Regions from separate parts of the Mus musculus genome. Here region 1 is linked to region 2. Evidence: chromatin contacts called from public Hi-C data. All regions are on one chromosome and are shown on one strand. The core of a region is the stretch at or near the end of the contact, and the rest is flanking DNA. Distances in the headings are between cores, read along the strand shown.

Evidence for each region. Hi-C and Micro-C count contacts between places; a contact is called where the count stands out from the background.
Region 1: a Hi-C map of bone marrow-derived macrophages shows a contact between it and region 2, with 11 read pairs. The contact joins two enhancer-like sites. A contact is called at or near these places in 1 of 39 promoter capture datasets (cranial neural crest) and 1 of 484 Hi-C or Micro-C datasets (bone marrow-derived macrophages).

Annotation. Positions count from the first base shown.
Region 1 is chr4:150,881,505-150,884,386 of GRCm38.p6, forward strand. No RefSeq gene overlaps it. Among named protein-coding and RNA genes, the nearest start is that of Park7, 27 kb to the right of the region's middle. Within about 2 kb of position 1,312, at least 6 of the 459 cell types and tissues checked have an H3K27ac peak or open chromatin away from gene starts, as enhancers often do. A contact at or near this core is called in bone marrow-derived macrophages, where this site is marked.
Region 2 is chr4:150,315,254-150,318,402 of GRCm38.p6, forward strand. The region is part of intron 1 of Rere (arginine glutamic acid dipeptide (RE) repeats); the gene reads left to right. It also overlaps the pseudogene Gm13092. Among named protein-coding and RNA genes, the nearest start is that of Rere, 35 kb to the left of the region's middle. Within about 2 kb of position 1,493, at least 32 of the 459 cell types and tissues checked have an H3K27ac peak or open chromatin away from gene starts, as enhancers often do. A contact at or near this core is called in bone marrow-derived macrophages, where this site is marked.

The DNA of each region.
Region 1 (2,882 bases), core at 62-2,561, 570 kb after region 2:
TCACATCTCCAACTTCCTTTTTCATCTTTGTCGACTGCAACAAACTTTCTCTTGGGCTGGTTCCACTCCTTGTTAGCAACATACCTCAGAAGATAGCCCACCGCTCTGGCATCGCAAACATTTCTGGGTCTCCAAGGCAACTTCAATGTTACAGCTTTTTGTTTCAGTGTCTGGGATCCACATGTGAACTTCTGGGCTCCTCCAGCTCTGCCCTCTGTAGCACTCGAAGCTCAAGTTGATCTATTCCACTGCTGCTGCTGTTCTTGGTGATCATCTCATGGTACTGGCATCTCCATACACTGGGGTCTTCTGCTGCAACTAGGCTTTACCAGAGGCTCTCTCATGGTGCCAAGCCTCAGCTCCTTTGCATGACCCTTTCAGTCCTGGGCCATCAACTGCAAGGTGAGGCTACACCTTCACCAGTGGCCTTCCATGGCCTCTCACAGTGCCAAGCCTCAGCTGCTCTTGATGACCCCTTCGTGCCTTCAAAACCAGTACCACCTGGGTGACTTTTACACATTATCAAGATCAGCGGCAGCACAAGGTACAACCTTGGCTATCTCTGGAACACAGCTTTGTGCTCTCAGAAAACACTTCCCAGAAGACTCCACCTCAGTCATGCTGGTCTCTTCTTCTTTTCTTCTTCTTTCTTCTTCTTTCTTCTTCTTTCTTCTTCTTTCTTCTTCCTCCTCCTTCCTCCTCCTTCCTCCTTCTTCCTCCTCCTCCTCCTCCTTCTTCTTCTTCTTCTCCTTTTCTCCTCCTCCTCCTTCTTCTCCTTCTTCTTCTCCTTCTTCTTCTCCTCCTCCTCCTTCTTCTTCTCCTCCTCTTCCTCCTTCTTCTTCTTCTTTTTTTTTTTTTTTGGTTTTTCAAGACAGGGTTTCTCTGTGTAGCCCTGGCTGTCCTGGAACTCACTCTGTAGACCAGACTGGCCTTGAACTCAGAAATCCGCCTGCCTCTGCCTCCCCAGTGCTGGGATTACAGGAGTGCACCACCACACCCGGCACCTTCTTCTTTTTTTTCCGAGACAGGGTTTCTCTGTGTAGCCCTGGCTGTCCTGGAGCTCACTCTGTAGACCAGGCTAGCCTCGAGCTCAGAAATCTGCCTGCCTCTGCCTCCTGAGTGCTGGGATTAAAGGCATGCACCACCATGCCGGGCGCTGGTCTCTTCTTAATCACCACTAATTTCTTAGCTCCAGCTAACCAGCATCAATGGTCCTATTAGTCCCTTCTATTTTTCACTCTAAAGCCAGAGCCACATGGCTGAAGCTGCCGAGTTCTGCTGCTTGCAGGATCTGGAGCATGGCCCCTTGTTCTATTACATCACTAGCTTCCTCTTTTCCAACTTCTTCACTGCCTAAGCTTGGCTGTTGTGGATCTTGCTCTATAGATTGACCTCGAATTCAGAGATCTGCATGCCTGTCTCCTGGGATTAAAGGTGCGTAGCACCTTGCCTGGATCTAAGTTTAGCTGGCTAAGATCTTCCCCCAAAGCCCCACTCCCTTATTTGTTATCTCCTTGAGCACAGGACTCAGCTCCATTTCACTCCCTGGTGCCCCTTTAGTATTCGAGCCATATATTTTATATTTTTCCTTTCTCAGCTTGCTATGCTTGTTTAAAATATTCTTCATGAAACTTAACCAGATAACAAAGTCCATAGACTTTGAGAGTTTCTGAGGCTTCCTTTGTCAATGCAATTAATCCAAGTCTCTTTACCTTAGCCTCAGGTGCACTCTTCAGACAAGGACAAAAGCAGCCACATTCTTCACCAAAATACCACAGATACAGTCTCTAGGGCACACATTGAAGTTCTTCTCCACTGAAACCTCTTGGGCCATGTCTGCACAGTTCAAATCACTCACAGCAACAAAGTCTTCCATATTCCTACTAGGATAGATAGCTAATTAAGCCCCACTTAAAACATTCCATGGCTTTCCAAATCCAGAGTCTCCCAAATCCACATTCTTTCAAACAAAAACATGGCCAGGTCTATCACAGCAATACCCCAGTCCCTAGTACCAACTTCTGTCTTAGTTTGGGTTTTATTGCTGTTAACAGACACCATGACCAAGGCAACTCTTTTTTTTTTTTTAATATTTTTTATTAGGTATTTTTCTCATTTACATTTCCAATGCTATCCCAAAAGTCCCCCATACCCTCCCCCCCACTCCCCTACCCACCCACTCCCACTTTTTGGCCCTGGCGTTCCCCTGTTCTGGGGCATATAAAGTTTGCAAGTCCAATGGGCCTCTCTTTCCATTGATGGCGACTAGGTCATCTTTTGATACATATGCGGCTAGAGTCAAGAGCTCCGGGGTACTGGTTAGTTCATAATGTTGTTCCACCTATAGGGTTGCAGATCCCTTTAGCTCCTTGGGTACTTTCTCTAGCTCCTCCATTGGGGGCCCTGTGATCCATCCAATAGCTGACTGTGAGCATCCACTTCTGTGTTTGCTAGGCCCCGGCATAGTCTCAGAAGAGACAGCTATATCTGGGTCCTTTCAGCAAAATCTTGTTAGTGTATGCAATGGTGTCAGCGTTTGGAAGCTGATTATGGGATGGATCCCCGGATATGGCAGTCTCTAGATGGTCCATCCTTTCATCACAGCTCCAAACTTTGTCTCTGTAACTCCTTCCATGGGTGTTTTGTTCCCAATTCTAAGAAGGGGCAAAGTGTCCACACTTTGGTCTTCGTTCTTCTTGAGTTTCATGCGTTTAACAAATTGTATCTTATATCTTGGGTATCCTAAGTTTCTGGGCTAATATCCACTTATCCGTGAGTACATATTATGTGAATTCCTTTGTGATTGGGTTACCTCACTCAGGATGATCCAAGGCAACTCTTATAAGGACAACATTTAATTGGGGCTGGTTTACAGGTTCAGA
Region 2 (3,149 bases), core at 243-2,742:
CTTCGCCCAGATGTCCAGACAGCGCCCCATCTATGTACTCTTCTGTATTTGCAAGCTGCATGTTCATGTAGCCATCCACGGAGACCAGGTAGCCCTTGTACTCCATGCCCCACTTAAGTTTCACCATCACTGGCTTCCCTGTCAGTCCACTGAGAAAAGGCTTGGGGTTGAGGGGTAGACTGATCACGACCACCGGCGAGCGCTGCACCCCGCTAGCCGCCGACTCCGCCGCTGCCCGCCCCTTGTGACCGGAGCGGCTGCCGCTACACCCAAGCGACCCGCGCTAAGAGAAATGGCCGACCAGTAAGCACCCTTCTGTGTAAAGTTTTGTTGACTGGCACAGAAATTTACCTTTTTGTTCATTTTAGGGAAAAATCAGTTCTTTCCCTGAATCTTGTTTTTTGGTTAGGCTGACAGCAGGGCTTGTTGTGTGTTCTCTGAGGGCGTTGTTCGCTTGTATCAGATAACCAAATTCCTGGCTGTCTAATTTGGAGCACTGCAAGAATGCTCTTGAGGGTTTTGAGCTATTGCAGAATTCACAGTCTAGGGGCTTGAGCTGAGGATCATGCATCCATGCTCTTAGCCACTGAGATCTTTATCCAGCTCCCATACTATGCACCTCTTCCTAAAAGTATAATATTTAAAGCTGGCATTGCTGACATGCACCTGCAATTCTAGCATTTGGGAGGTTACAGCAGTAGGGCACAGAATTGAGACAAGCCTAGGCTATGTGAGACTGTCTCAAAAATACAGTTCTGTTTTCAGACTGATCTGTCTAAAGCCATAAGTTTTGTTGGAGATCCAAGGCCTCGGGCATGCTGGTCAAGTGTTCTCCTACTTAGCCATACTCCTAGTTCACTACTATGAAATTTTAATGAAATGAAACATGAGAAAAGCCTTTGGTGACTTTTGATATACTATTTCTTTTTATTTCCTTAGAAAGGCAAAGAATTCCTTAGATAAGTCAATCCCCAACATAAGACTGTTTTAAATAGGTTGCAGTACAAATGTTAGCAGATAAAAGATTGATAACTTTTTCTTGATTTAGAACTTCTTCAAATTGTTGAAGTACATTTTTGGCTTCACTCAGAATAAACTTTTTGGCTTTGCTATTATCTTAACAGTAATGGAGAAAATATTTAAGTGGAAGCTCAAATATTGATAACATATAGAGAGGAAAGATCCAAAGTTACTTGCTCTAAACTTGGGCTAATTGTACTTGAAAACTTACACTAGGAACTCTTCTTTGAGGAAAGAAAGTACCAGATAATCAGAAAGTTACTGAAATGTTCCCTTAGTGGCACAGCTGAAGGGGTTTACATAGGAAGCAGTTGTAAAAACAGACTGGATGAGGTGTAGGTGACAGGGAGTGAGTACTCAGAGTGTGAGGACTCACACTGGTCGGAGGCTTACTACATCATGTGAAATGAAGCTGTTACTATTTCCCACTGAAGACTTCTCAGTAAGGGGAAGCTTAGCTGTGGGTTAGACAGTGTGGCTTTAAAGCATAGCTCTGCAATGTCATGTAGAAGCTTCTAGGTAAATGAGGAAGTCTCTGACCTTCCCTAGGCCTCAGTTTTCTCAAGTACAAGATGGGGATGATAATATCTCATAGATTTTGGAAATCAGATGAATCCATGTATGCAAAGTGTGATTGTGAGGCCAGGTACCCCAGTGCTTGTAAAATACCTAGGTGTGGGTTGGAGAGATGGCTCAGCGGTTAAGAGCACTGACTGCTCTTTCCAAAGTCCTGAGTTCAAATCCCAGCAACCACATGGTGGCTCACAACCACCCGTAATGAGATCTGACACTCTGTTCTGAAGACAGCTACAGTGTACTTACATATAATAATAAATATATCTTAAAAAACAAAACAAAACAAAACCTAAGGCTGGGCGTGGTGGTGCACGCCTTAATCCCAGTACTCGGGAGGCAGAGACAGGCGGATTTCTGAGTTCGAGGCCAGCCTGGTCTACAAAGTGAGTTCCAGGACAGCCAGGGCTATACAGAGAAACCCTGTCTCGAAAAAACAAAAACCAAAAACCAAACAAACAACAAAAAAAACCTAGTTGCTGGACTGCTCAGACATGGCAAGTTGAGACTAGAAACCACTGTGGGGCACACTGTTAAAACTGCACTGGAAAGACAGGATGAAGATTATGAGTGTGAGGCTTGAGGCTAATTCTGTCTCAAAGGGGGAAAATTATATCATGACTAAATATACGGGGATTAGATAGACAGTGAACATGATTGAATTCTATTCTTTGGGAATGATGCTATGATTTTTAGGAAAAGTAGGTGAGGATTGGATTACAGCACTACCAATAAACAACAAGTCCATGTGTATCCACTTGAGAAGGTTCATATCTGTGGTAGAGCAACTCTTACTTGACTTTTTAAAGTCATTAAAGTGAATTAATTTGTATATACGCTGTAAATAATTTGCCCAATGAAGAGAGAAATTAGGAACTGCAGAAGCAGTGCGTGTAAGCCAGAGAAAGGAAAGTGGTGTCTGAGAGAGACTGGCAAAAAACAGGACTGAGGGGATGTTCTGTTCTGTTGGCGCCGGGAACAGACTAGTCTTCAGGGCTCAGGGTTGGTAGGGTGCTATCTGTTGAAGAGTGTCTAGAATGGGTGGTCTTAGTGATGGGTATGTTGTGTCTGAGTTGTGGTGAGTCACAGAAATAGGACCTCATAGAGTTCTTGTCTCTGTTACCCTCCATGATGGCAGAACATTGTTGAGAGGAATTCTGAATAGGTGGGACTTTTAGAGATGACGGTCACCACGGATCAAGCCTTCCTGTTCTTTGGCTATCTTCTTGCCTTCAGATAACACTGATACTAAACATGTGGGCTGTTTGTAACCTGCTTTAAACAAAACCTATATTTATAGCTTAGTCTGTGAAGTGACTGAATATGTTCATTTAGGAAGCCAGAAAGCATGCTTAGAATAAAGAAGGGCTGTGGAGAGGACTCCCCAGGCAGAGGGTTTGCATGAGGACTGGAGTTCAGATCTCCAGTGCCCATGTGAAACTCGTGTAGCTGTTGTGGAGGCTTGCTGTAATCCTAGCATGGGGATGTAGAGGTGGGATCTTCAGAGCAAGCTATCTAGACTAGCCGAGCCAGTAAGCTCTAGGTCTAAGTCGGAG